Linked DNA regions of Mus musculus: region 1 is linked to region 2. A link is a contact called in public Hi-C data. All regions are on one chromosome and are shown on one strand. The core of a region is the stretch at or near the end of the contact, and the rest is flanking DNA. Distances in the headings are between cores, read along the strand shown. Region 1 holds the start of Snap25 (synaptosomal-associated protein 25). Region 2 holds the start of Pak7 (p21 (RAC1) activated kinase 7).

Region 1 (6,174 bases), core at 1,457-3,956, 330 kb before region 2:
TACATTATTTTGTGCTGAGAATGCTAAATGTGGAAAACAACAATAAACAAACAAGCAGGTTCCATCCCACCATCTGCAGGAATGTTTCCTGGATTCTCCATATGCCTCTCTGCTCCCACCTCCTTCATCACATTGTCCTGGATTTTTAAAACGAAGAAAAACCATCTTATTATTTTTCCTTCTGAAGATTTTCCATGACAAAAATGTTAAATCTACGTCACAGGTACATTTCTTTTTATTTTCTCAGCTAACTTTCCTATATATTCAGCTATATAAATACTCATATTGCCTCTTTTTCCCACCTCGGCACCTTAGCCAGCTTTACTGCAATGCTATGCCCCCTTCCTTCATCTTCCACTATCCAGCAAACCTAGCAGTAATTACTAACGTTCAAGCACATAATTCAGGCAGCATTAGGCTTTGCATTTGACGCAACTGCGCAGAACTGTCTGGATTTGCACTATAACAGCAAAGCATTTAAATAAGACTCCTCCCCATACTCCCCCCCCCCTCCACCTCCCATCAATGAAACGTAGTTGTTTATTATATCTGAAGATTTCAGAGTTATAAACTCCCATGCAGCTAAATAATCTGGAATGAATTTCCACTGAGATCAACTTACATCTACACACAATAATATGCCAGCATATACATACATGGAAACACATGATTTTTATAAAGAGAACCCACAAATAAATAGCTGGGGATAAAATAACTCTTTTTAATAGAGAATTTTAGTATCTTTGGGAGACAGATGATTGGAGTTATAACTAAATGAACACAATTCAAGACCTTTGGGAGGAGGTCTTTAAAAGGGTTCATGCTAGCATGTCTTTAATGCATTATATACATCCTTATATATGAAGCTGTTATTCTCATTTAACAACTGTGGAAAGCATATCATTTTAGTCTTGATACATTCATGACAATTATGAGACTCTAAATCAAACAGATATTTATCATCATGACAATTTTTGCTCATGCGGAGTCTCTAAGCCTCAGAGAAGAAAATAGTTATCATGACCTCAGCAAAATCCTGCAGTGCCATAATAGAAATTGCAGTGAATCTTGGGGGTCAGATTCCTGCTTCAGCCGATTCATAACCCTGAAGGACATGTTTAACTTCTCCCAAGGATGACCATTCTTAACGTCAACATCTACAGCAATCAATCTGCCATATCCAATGTTAATATGAAATGCACTAACTCCAAAACCACAGCCAAAGATATTGAAATTTTTCTTTTGGCTGTGTATGCTTGTTTCTACCTAGTTTTAAGAATAAAGGAAAAGTGACAAAGGGATTTATTCCAGAAACTAGTTCAGATAACCCATATTAAAAAAAAACACAGGGAAGGAACTGTCCTATAAATAGATAGTACTAGCATCATCTTATAAGCCCACTGGAGCCCACCTAATATCAACGGATATATCTACCCTGTGTTAAATACAAAAAATTACAGTATATATGTCGTAATGGAGGATAAGTGACCGTTTTTAAAAGTATGGTTTTGTTTTGTTTTGTTGTTTTGTTTTTGTCTAAACCAAGGCACAGGAAGAAATACAGAAGGCTTCTACAAGTAGTCTGCTTTTTCTTGAAGCTACGTGGGAAGTGAGGAAGAGAGCAGGCAATTGTCTGTAAATAAATCCCTGCTGACAGGATTTATTCTTCTGTCTTTCTTTTAATCTACTATGCGAGCTCTATTAAGACTTTCTATAAGACCTGGATCTCAGAGAGAAAATTTGGCCTCTAGTCCCAGCCAGGCATCTCTGCAGCAGGTAATGCGGCGCTGCAGCCGGATCGCTGTCCGCGGTGCTGAAAGGTCAGGGCGCCGACGCGGGCGCCGAGCACTCCTGTCCAGGGTGCTGAGCTCCCGCCATCGCACCCCCACTAGTCTAGCCCACCGCACCAAACCTCCAGAGCTCTCCCACTTTGCAGCACATGCTCGCCTGTAGCTGACTTGGGGCAGGCGGCATAAATCAAGTCTGTGGGGCATGGAGGCTGCTGCCGCTGCCGCTGCCGCAGCTCAGCTTGCCCAGGGAGGGAACTGCCCCCCTTCTCCTTTCGCCTCCCCAGCGCCCACACCCTGCCTTCTCATCTCCCTTGGGTAGCAGTGCCCTAAACACTACAGTCATAATCATAGGGTTGGAACGAACTACAAGATCGTGTTTTGCTTTTAAATTTTAGACTACAGGTAGAAAAAAAACCCCACAATCCTAATAACCTAAACATATCTCAAAACTGCATCGCAAGATGGAAGAGGGTCCCACGGCTGCTTCAAAAGAGTAAGTTATTATTCTGTACACATCCTCGCTATTTCTTCCCACCACTCCATCTGTAGTGTCCCCATTCACTCCTTCTCCAAACAGCTCACCTCGAAAATACTTTTATGCAGCCCCAGGCGAGAGTCTAGGTAGATATGCACACAGGGAATACCGCACCCTAAGTGCACCAATACTTGTATTTACCCAGGCTCACTTGGGCTGCCAGCTGCAGTCCCTTCTGTGTATGCAGCCATACAGGGCTAGGACCTGGATCGGGGGAGGGGGCTCTTTACCTTGTCTTCTCCGGAGGATGCTGTCCGCTGATCCCTGCAGGTAGCAAGAGTGGAGGAGCCGCCGGGTAGGGAGGGAAGGAAAGACAGCTCCAGACCTCCCCGAGGTTTCTTCTTCAATGCAACGTGAGCTCTGCCCTCATCAAAGATGGCCGTTCCTTTGACGTCAGCAGCTTTTAATAGCCGGCTCCTCGAGGGGCGGGGAGGAAGTGTGATGGGGGAGGGCGGAGGGAGGAAGGTGGCTGGGGGCGGTAGGGGAGGAGCCGGGAGGTGCGGAGCGCTTGACTCAGCTCCCTGAGCGCTTTGCAGCAACCCTTTTTATTTCAATCTTTTATAAACACCCAAATGGAGCGATTCTTTTGACTCCATTTTAGCACCGTCTTGGGAAATACATATTTCTTGCGACTGTTTTCCTGATGGCCTATGCGTTTGCTTACGTGTGCATGCATATGTGAATATATGTATGTAAATACGTGTGTTTGGAATGTATATACAATTATAATAATGTAAACATATACATATTTATATGTAAAACGTTCCCCTGATGATTTGTCTTTGGTTGAGTCACAGACACGAGAGGAAGGTAAAGGAATAGAAGGGTAATGATGTGAGGGATTGGCATAGATTTCTGTTGTGATTTATTTTCTCCAGAGAAGAGGGTCCGAAGAGGCATTCCCCTCAGCTCTCGCTCTCACCAGCTCCTTTCGTGACCAGGTTACTCACATTGCTATTTTTATGAAAATTATTGTATTAAAGCAGCATTGCAGGTTTAGAGTTCTCATTTAATCATGGCCAGTTTGGGAAAGGCTCACACTTTCTTTTAAAGTACGTCAGAGCAATTATCACCGAGATAACACCTGAGTTGGGGAAAGGGAGAGGGAAGCTAGTTAGCCCTATTAGCTTGGGTTTGCAGGGCTAGGGCTTTGAGTTGCGAGTTGTTTGCCCGGGGCTTATAGATGACTCTGTGGCGGGTTGAATTTGCAGTCTGGGCCTAGAGCGGTATTCGGGTTTCTTAGAACGTGTCCAGACATCCGGGGGTGGGGGTGGGGGGAAGGTGGCTAGGACAGTACTGAAATCTGGAGGGTCACTCATTGCACAAGCACTTTCAGTGGCCGACCCTCTGAACCTCTGGGTCTGGTATGAGCAAGAATGTCTACTTCTGCTGGTTCAGATGAAAGATTAGAAGTAATAACCACACAATATAATCCTGTCTTTGCTTGTCGTGCGTCAGGAGCAGTCAGGAGCTGGGTAGGGCAGGCGGCGATATGCAAATAGTTCGGTGGTGCAGCCTCTAGATGATTCACAGGTGTTGGGGAGGTTGTCCGGGTTCTAGGCAGGGAGGGAGAGCTGGGGAGCGCGTGGGAGGTGGGGGACCTCGTCTCAGGAACTGTTTGTACTTTTCCGCGGAGGATGCGATTAGAAGTCGTGCCTCGCAATCTTAAAACTTGATGGCCTCTTGGGCGATGGAAAATCCTTTTCTCTTAGAAACACACACGCGCACACACACACACACACACACACACACACACACACACACACACACTTAAAACTGGATCTGAAAAGCAACGCGTAAACGCCCCCCGCCCCGGTCTCGATAACACACACACACACACACACACACACACACACACACACACACACCACGCTTGCTGGTTTTAAAGGCAAGCTTAGGTAATAAAGCTTTTAATTGTAGGCGAAGACAGACGGGGAGCTGAGGGAGGAGGGGGTTGGGTGGATGTACATAGGAGAGGAGCAGAATTTCCTTTTTCTAACAGATACCAAGATCCAAAGGATATTTTGAAATCTTAATGTTTGCGATGATGATGGTGTTTGGGTTTTGATTAAAACCGGATTCCTGAAATATTGCTGCTGCAATTTGCTTACTGAGTTATTCAACATTTAAATTTTTGTACGACAGAAAAAAATATGCTTGGCCCTCACTAGGCTGCCATTCCAGCTCATATTTTCATTATAATAAAGCTCGCAGGAATAGGCTTAAGAATGTAATATTTTTCAGTTATGATATGACTTGGGAAAAAAAAGGCAGCATGCAGAGTTGGCAGAGACAGACAAACTACCCTACAAGAAGGAGAAAGAAAATATGTATAGGGCCCTCCAACTAGAAATCATTCAGGCAGAAAGTTTGTGAAAGAATGGGGGCAGGGGATTTCCCCCCCCCCCCTTTTTTTTTTAAGTACGTCATTGAGGGAGCCTCATTCTGCAGGCAAAAGTGATGTGGCAAGCACCGGAGAGAAGAGCTTGGTGTTCTGAATCTTTAGCTGAAGATTCCTCACACTGACAACTTCAGAAATTACAGAGAGGAAGACAGAGTCGCACTGACTCATGGAGCCACAGAAAATACCAACAGCCCCTCTGAAAGAGGTGACAGCATTATTCATATCTGTATGCTCCTTCACAAAATGATGATAAGAGGTTCTCTATGCTTGGGAATCACTAAGATCTAATCTAAGATACCCTGGAAATGTAAAAGCTTTTCCTGTGTAGCAAGATAGTCCCTAATATACTTTGAATATCGTATTGTTTCTATTGTTTCATTAAAATAAAGCAGAACAAACAAAAACTCCCGTGGTGATGATTGACAGTCCCCGGCCAGCAGATTTATGTTATTCTGGGTTTACAATGACTTGGCCCATACAGAGAAGCAAGGTGAAGACAATTTTGCCCCGAAATGATTTAGCTGTGTCTGAGTCCCCTCTACAAAGATCCAGTATGTGTAGTTCCTGATGCCAAGGAACTCACTGCTGTGATTAATGGGTATGTATGGTATGCTAATGCAGTCTCTGAAAGCTCTTTGGTATACCATGCCCCCAAGCATTCTAATTTGCAATGGTTATTCTTGGAATACAAAGTTCAAGATTCATAGCCAAGTGGGAGGCTAAGGCAAGGGCTTCATTGTGAGTTCAAGGCCAGCCTGGGCTATACAGTAAGTTTGAAGCTAGCCTGGGCTTTATAGTAAGACCTTGTTCCAAAATGCCAAAATGTAAATGAATAAATACATGGATAAATATAAATTCAGAAAACAAGAGAAAAAAAAAACCTCCAAAGATTGTTAGTTGGCTTGACAATTACAATTTCATAAAAGTATGTTTTTGTTATTTGTGTTGTTTGACAATTTCATGCATTCATATATTGTATTCTGATTATTCTCTCTTCCACCTTCTCATCATCTTTGTAATTCCCTCTTCTTCCATATTCCTACCACTCTCTTTCTTGGCTCACAACTATGGGTTTTGTTTTGGGGCCCATTTAGTTTCCCTGGGGACTATCTGTGTAATCACTGAATTGGAAGTGTTCAGTGGAGCCTGATAAGGTCATCGGTGAGTACACAACTGAAGGAGATGGATGCTCTCTCCATTCCCTGAGCCTGAGGGTAGCAAACAGTGCAGAAGTGAGTGACAGGGCTCCGGATCCCTCCTCCATCCATACCTGACAGTTCACAGGCTCATTTCGTTTGCAGACATAGTGCATGTGTCAATAGCTGTTGCGAGCTGATGATTCTGATGGCTCTTTCTTGCTCCATAGATGGTATTTTATAACCCTTCATATCTTCTGGCTTTTCTAGTCCTTCTATTCCCACTTCCCCAGTGTTCTCTGAGCCTTA
Region 2 (5,906 bases), core at 2,765-5,264:
TATTTCTGCATTCCATTCCACTGGTCTAGATATTGGTTTATATGTTCTCTTTAATTGTTTTGGTTACTAGAGTTTTATTAAGTTTTCTAACCTTGTTCTTATTTTTCTAGATTGTGTTTGCTATTTAGGATCTCCACAGACTTCTACAAAATTTAGGATATTTTTTTTTCTATTGCTGTGAAAACATTGTTCAGATTTTCTTAGGATGACTTGTAGATTGCTTGGAGTAGTCTTTGCATTGTCTGCTGCTTCATGAACATGGATTATCTTTATATTTCTTAATGGGTCTAGTCTTAATTTCTAAGTGTCTTATTCTTCTTGAAACTACTATTAAGCTGATTGTCTTAAAAATTTTTCCTTTTAAGTTGTTCACAGTCAGTATATAAAATACAACTGACTTCTATGGGTTAATTATATATCCTGAACCTTTTAGCAATTGTATTAATTTTAAGGTGTCTATATGTCTCTGTGTATATGCATGTGCATGTGTGCATGTGCATGCACACCTTAAGATTTTCTATATATAAGATCCTACTCTATGAAAAAAAAAGTTGTTTACTTTTTTCTTTTTTCCAATTCTGGACTCTAATCCTCCTGGCTGTCCACACAGAATTTTGAAGTAGTAAAATTGATGTCTTTGTTTTCATCCTTTTGTCCCGATCTTAGAGGAAGATGTTCACTATTTCAGCTGCGCATGCTCCTAGTTATAGGAGGTTCAAGCTCTTCATTGTCCATGCACATCTTCTTGGTGCAGCAGCATATGGCAGGAATGCTGTTCTCGGAATGGCTTCTCTCAGCTGTTAATAGTAATAGTTCATGCTTGTGTGAGTCTATTTCTGGGTTTTCTATTTTGGTATCTAAATGTCTCACATGATTTTCTAGTTAAGACAACTACAATCTCAGTACTGTTTAGTCTAGAACCTTTATCTTTCAAAATACACTTGAGATAAAGTTGTCCAGGTCACCAAAAATTTTCAATGTTAATATAGAAATGTCACTGAAAATGTCACTTCATTTAGTATAAAGAGTACATTTTTTTTGACTAGGTTGAGCTTTCTAATATATGAATGTACAATATCTATATATTGGGTCTTTGATTTCATTAGTATGTTGTAATTTAAGAATATTAAGAATATGAGCCCTGAATGATTTTATTAAATCGTCTTAGCATTCTGTTGTTTTTGTTATTGTGTTTCTCATGTAATTTTCTAAATGTTCATGGTTTATATCTAGAGATACAGCTAATTTGGGGGAATGTTACAGAATTTACCTTTTTGTTTTAAGAGCTGTCTTGGAGCTTCCTTGTTAGCTTTTCAAGAGCACAATCAGTGGAATGCATGTAAAAAGTATTTTACTAATTCCTTCATAACTCGGGGTCTTTTATTTTTCTTGCCTAATTTCAGTTGCTATAATTTCTAGTAATATGTTGAAAGAGATGATGGATGAGTCTCTTCTTAGTTTTCCTGAATCTTAGGAGGAAACTATTTTTACTTTCTTTTTTAAATGGCAAGTTCACTAGAGGTTTTTTGTTGTTGTTGTTTGTTTGCTTTTTTGTTTGTTTTTGTTGTTGTTTTTTGTTTTTGTTTTTTGTAGATGCCTTTTATAAATGAGGCAATTCCCTCCCTCAGTTCCTGATGAGTTTCAAGTCTTTATTCAATAATGGGTATCATTTTTTCAAATGCTTTCCTGTATAATTTGATAGGATTTTTGAGTTTGTATGATGGATTATATTGATGCCTATTTACATATTAAGACAGCCCTGAGTTCCTGACATACATCTATGTAGAGATAATATATAATTTTCTCTATGCACTGTAAGATTCAAGGTAATATTTTTTTCTTGGTGTTTGGGATAAAATGTGTGGTGTTATAAGTGTTAGCTAAAAGCTTTTAGTACCTTCTTCATTTGGGTGGGAATGATCCTTTAAGTCACTCTTTAGTTCAGACAAGTTTTGAATTCATGATTCTCCTGTCTCAGCCTCCTGAGTAGCTGGGACCATGGACCTGTACTAGGATACTCAGCCCTTCCTGCAGCTCTCAGGAATGGTTGTTTGTAGGTTTATAAGATATATTGTTTAGAGGACTTCTCTTCTACTAAGTTTATTTGGTTTTGGTGTCAGGGAAATTATAGCCTCATAAATTAGTTGAGCCATGTGTTCTCTTGCTTTCTGGGAAATAATTGTGTGAAAATAGTTTTTGTTTTGTTTTTGTTGTTTTGTATTTTACACTACTTAGAGCGTTTCTCTAGTGAAACCATCTAAGCCTGGTAGTTTCCTTTGGAGCAGATTTTCATTTATGATTTTTTTCTATCAGTTGTTTCATGGCTATTCATGATGGCATAATTATAATATAAAATTATATTATTCAGATTATATAGTTCACTTTGGCAGTGTGTGCACTTTTTATTGATACTAAAACTACAAGTAAACTTCATCTTAATAAAATATTTCCTGTCATTTGCATCTGTCCAAGTCCACATAGGGGAAAGTAAAGAATAGAAAATATTATGCCAATGGCCATGGGACAGCAATCCAGTTGGTGAGAGGTGAGGTAGGGCTATTTGAGCAGTTTCAAGCATTGATAAATTTATTGACTTTAGTCATATGAATGGGAAAAATAGGATTTGATAGGCCAAGATACATATGTCCTTCACACTTAGAAACATCAGTGGAGAACAGTGACCATCTATCTGTTCTGTGATCTATTTTTTAAAGATTTATTTTTATGTGTATATATGTGTCTGGATGCTTCTTTGTGTACCAGGTGGAAAAAGGCACCACTGATACCAGAGGAGTGTGTGAGATCCACTGGAGTCAGAGTCACGTACAGCTCGGACCCACCCTATACAACTGAACCTGGGACCTCTGGATGGGCAACATGAGTTCTTAACAGCTGTGGCAATATCTTTAGCACCAGCTCCTGCCATGATTCTGTTTTGATATATAAGTTACTTCAGTGAAAGTAGTGTGTGAACAGATAAGCCACGGGGACAGGAGATGATAAGCATCTACTATTCACTAGCAAACTGGCCCTGTTTTATAACCGACTTATTCAGTTATAGGATCAGACACTATATTCTCATAAGGACAATCTAGAGATCTCTGAGGATGAAGAAGGATGTGGCTCTCTCAAAACCAAGATTAAAGTCTCTTGGTTGGTTTTGTGAATTGATTGGTTTCATGTGGGCAGTGACTAATCTCAATATTACCGATACCTCCTGTGGTCTTTTGCTCTCAAAAGACCAGTCAGTCTCAACTGTCAAGCCCAGCCTTGACATTACATCGAACCTCTCAGGTTTTGTCCCAGGCTCAGAGAAGACAGGTAGACAGTCAGGATAGACTGGTTCAGGCTTGAATTGGACAACAGGTCAACAACAGGTCAACTGACTGAGCACGAGTTTCCTAGTCTCAAGTATCAAAGCGATTGTGAATTGATCCAAGAGCCCATCGTCTCCGAAACTCCTAATTCTAGATCAAACTAATGGTTTTATGCTGTCTTCAGTGTGTGCCCTACAAAGCCTCTTTCCAGGAAAGGCATGACATCCCAGGGGACATCCTCCCTTGAACCGCTGCTATCATCAAAAGCTGAAGGTAACTCCTTAGGCTGATAAGTCCATTGCTGATTAAAGACTCCATGACCAATTAGAGGTTATAGAAGATGTTTCTGGATTCTTGCACCTCCTGACCTTTCAGAGGACCAGCCGAATGGCACGGGGACTTTCAGGACCAGGCAGTTGAATCCAAATCTGTATTTTAAATCAAAGGCTCATTAAAGTTTGCGAAGCACAGGACCAGGTGATGCTAAAGAGACTAGCTAGCATACTGATGTAGTGCGGCTTTGCAAAGGTCCTATAGAAAATTTGGACAAACTGGGATGTTCAGGGAGGGGTATGCGGGAGTAGCCCGCAGGGGGATGGTAGAAGGAAAGTGTGATCCGATTGGCTGTTTTCTCCAGCTCGGGCGTGCAGACACTCCCTCCACACTCCCCCTTTCACCCCCCTCAATTGCTACAGCTTTCCTACAGCGGGCTGCTCCTAAAACCCGGAGCAGCTGAGTGGTCTCAGCGGACAGTCCTCCTAGGGGCGAAGCCAGGCGGCTTGGGCATGCTCAGTAGCTGGGAGAGGTTTGGGAGGAGAGTAAAAAGCTTTGACTCTGCCCCCACCCCCTCCTCTAGCCCCCGCCCCCCTTGCCCCTTCCCAGCCGTAGTAGTTCCCTGGCGTGCGCCCGTGGAGAGCAGGAACATGGCGCTTGGAGCGATATAACAGATGTAGCAGCAGCGGAGAAGCAGATGAGGTACCGCGACTTCTCTGCTGACAGCCAGCCACCAGGTAGGCAGGAGCACCGGGCAGGTCGGCTTATGGGTAGCGGCTCCAGAAGGGGCGCTTGCCAAGATGCGCACGGTTGCTACACCGGGCATCTGGCTTTGCCTAGAGAGGATGCGAAAGGAGACCTCTATGACAGCACAATTGATTGTGCATCTCCTAGGAGATGCCAAAGGCTGGGGACCTCTGAGAATGGGCAAGGGATCCAGGGTCCGCCCACTCCCCAACCCCCAATCTTTGCGATATCATCCAGCTTGGGCTCTTCACCGGTCAAATAAAGGATAGCGCTCTTATGCTAGGATGGAGGGCGTAGGAGATCACCCTGGATGCCAGCTCTAGGAGTCTGCTGGTACCCCGAAAGGCTAGCAAGCCCAGCAGCAGTTCTTTGTGTATGCACTCGCGCACGCCCTGCCGGTGATACGACAGTGCCTGCTGCTCCCAGGGAGTGCTGGATGCATTGCCAGGGCAGGGTTCCCATATGGTTTTTGTCTTTTAGCAGGTGTGGACCACCAGATGCAATAGCGGAACCTTTATGGGACTGTGTTTTCCTTTGTTGTTTGTCTCTGTTCGCTTAGTGGGTTGCAATGGATTGGGAAAGAACTTCTGCTTGTGAACATTGGTGGACAGAATGTGGAAGAGAATATCACTTCCAAACTCTGGTTAAAATTCTGTACAATGTCAGTCTCCTAGAGGATAAACTTGGAAAGTCTCAGGACTGTCAAGTGTCCAGTTTAGGGCACAAATGTGAGCATCCGTTTTGAAACCGAGTGTGTCTGGAGCTTTCCATTGTGATAGGGTAGAAGTTAATTTGCCAGCATTCATATCTCAATTAAGGGAGCCCTAACCTTTCAAAGAACTGAACAGATCTTTTAAATATTAGAGTAGTAAAGAAAAAAATGTCTTGGCCAATAATTGATAACGACTTGGAAAACTGGATACACTTCTGGGGAAATAGGTACTTCACAAAACATCAGAGACCCTCTTGTGGCATTTGGTGTAAAGGCAGCATCTTTAATTTACAGATGGACACATTACTCCCTGAAGAAGTCCCTCCTACACAAGCCTTCTTAAAGTTGACATTCTGCAACAACAGATGTGACACCTTACAGTTGTATCTGTTATGATTAGCAGCATAGCCCCCTGAGAGGGAGGAAAGGTAAATTTAGAACACACCTTCATCCCCTGTTTTATCTTTTCAGGCTGGGCATCTGTCTGTGAATATGAAGTTTAGATACTTTCCTCTGCACTTACACTATTTATTCTTATGATCTCCTTAGGTGGCAAGAATGAGTCAGTATTGTGATAATGAAACAGAGACTGCAGGAGGGAAATGAATTTAAGTAGAGTAAAGCTATAAGTGTCCAATCTGATAACACCTTGACTTTGAATACACGTGTGCAAAGCAGAACTTCTAATGAAAGCTGTAGAAGCTAATGGCAAGTTCATTGACAATACTTGTAGTAGAATAAACTTCGTGTTCCTCTGTGAATAAGAGATTGATTGTACTCAGTCCTTGCAACTTATCATTTAATTAACAAACGTGAGTTTTGATTGTAGGCATTGAAAGCCGAGGTTGCCAATGCCT

The links. Hi-C and Micro-C count contacts between places; a contact is called where the count stands out from the background.
Region 1: a contact with region 2 is called in a Hi-C map of cortical neurons, with 5 times the contacts expected there. The contact joins the promoter of Snap25 here to the promoter of Pak7 in region 2. A contact is called at or near these places in 2 of 39 promoter capture datasets (neutrophils and stem cell-derived epiblast-like cells) and 3 of 484 Hi-C or Micro-C datasets (cerebellar granule neurons, cerebral cortex and cortical neurons).

Annotation. Positions count from the first base shown.
Region 1 is chr2:136,709,982-136,716,155 of GRCm38.p6, reverse strand. Snap25 (synaptosomal-associated protein 25) reads right to left here and starts at 2,706. Exons shown (of 8, transcript NM_011428.3): 1 at 2,556-2,706. It overlaps Gm32659 (a long non-coding RNA gene), which reads left to right and starts at 1,818. Exons shown (of 3, transcript XR_375013.3): 1 at 1,818-2,283.
Region 2 is chr2:136,386,075-136,391,980 of GRCm38.p6, reverse strand. Pak7 (p21 (RAC1) activated kinase 7) reads left to right here and starts at 4,014. Exons shown (of 10, transcript NM_172858.2): 1 at 4,014-4,327.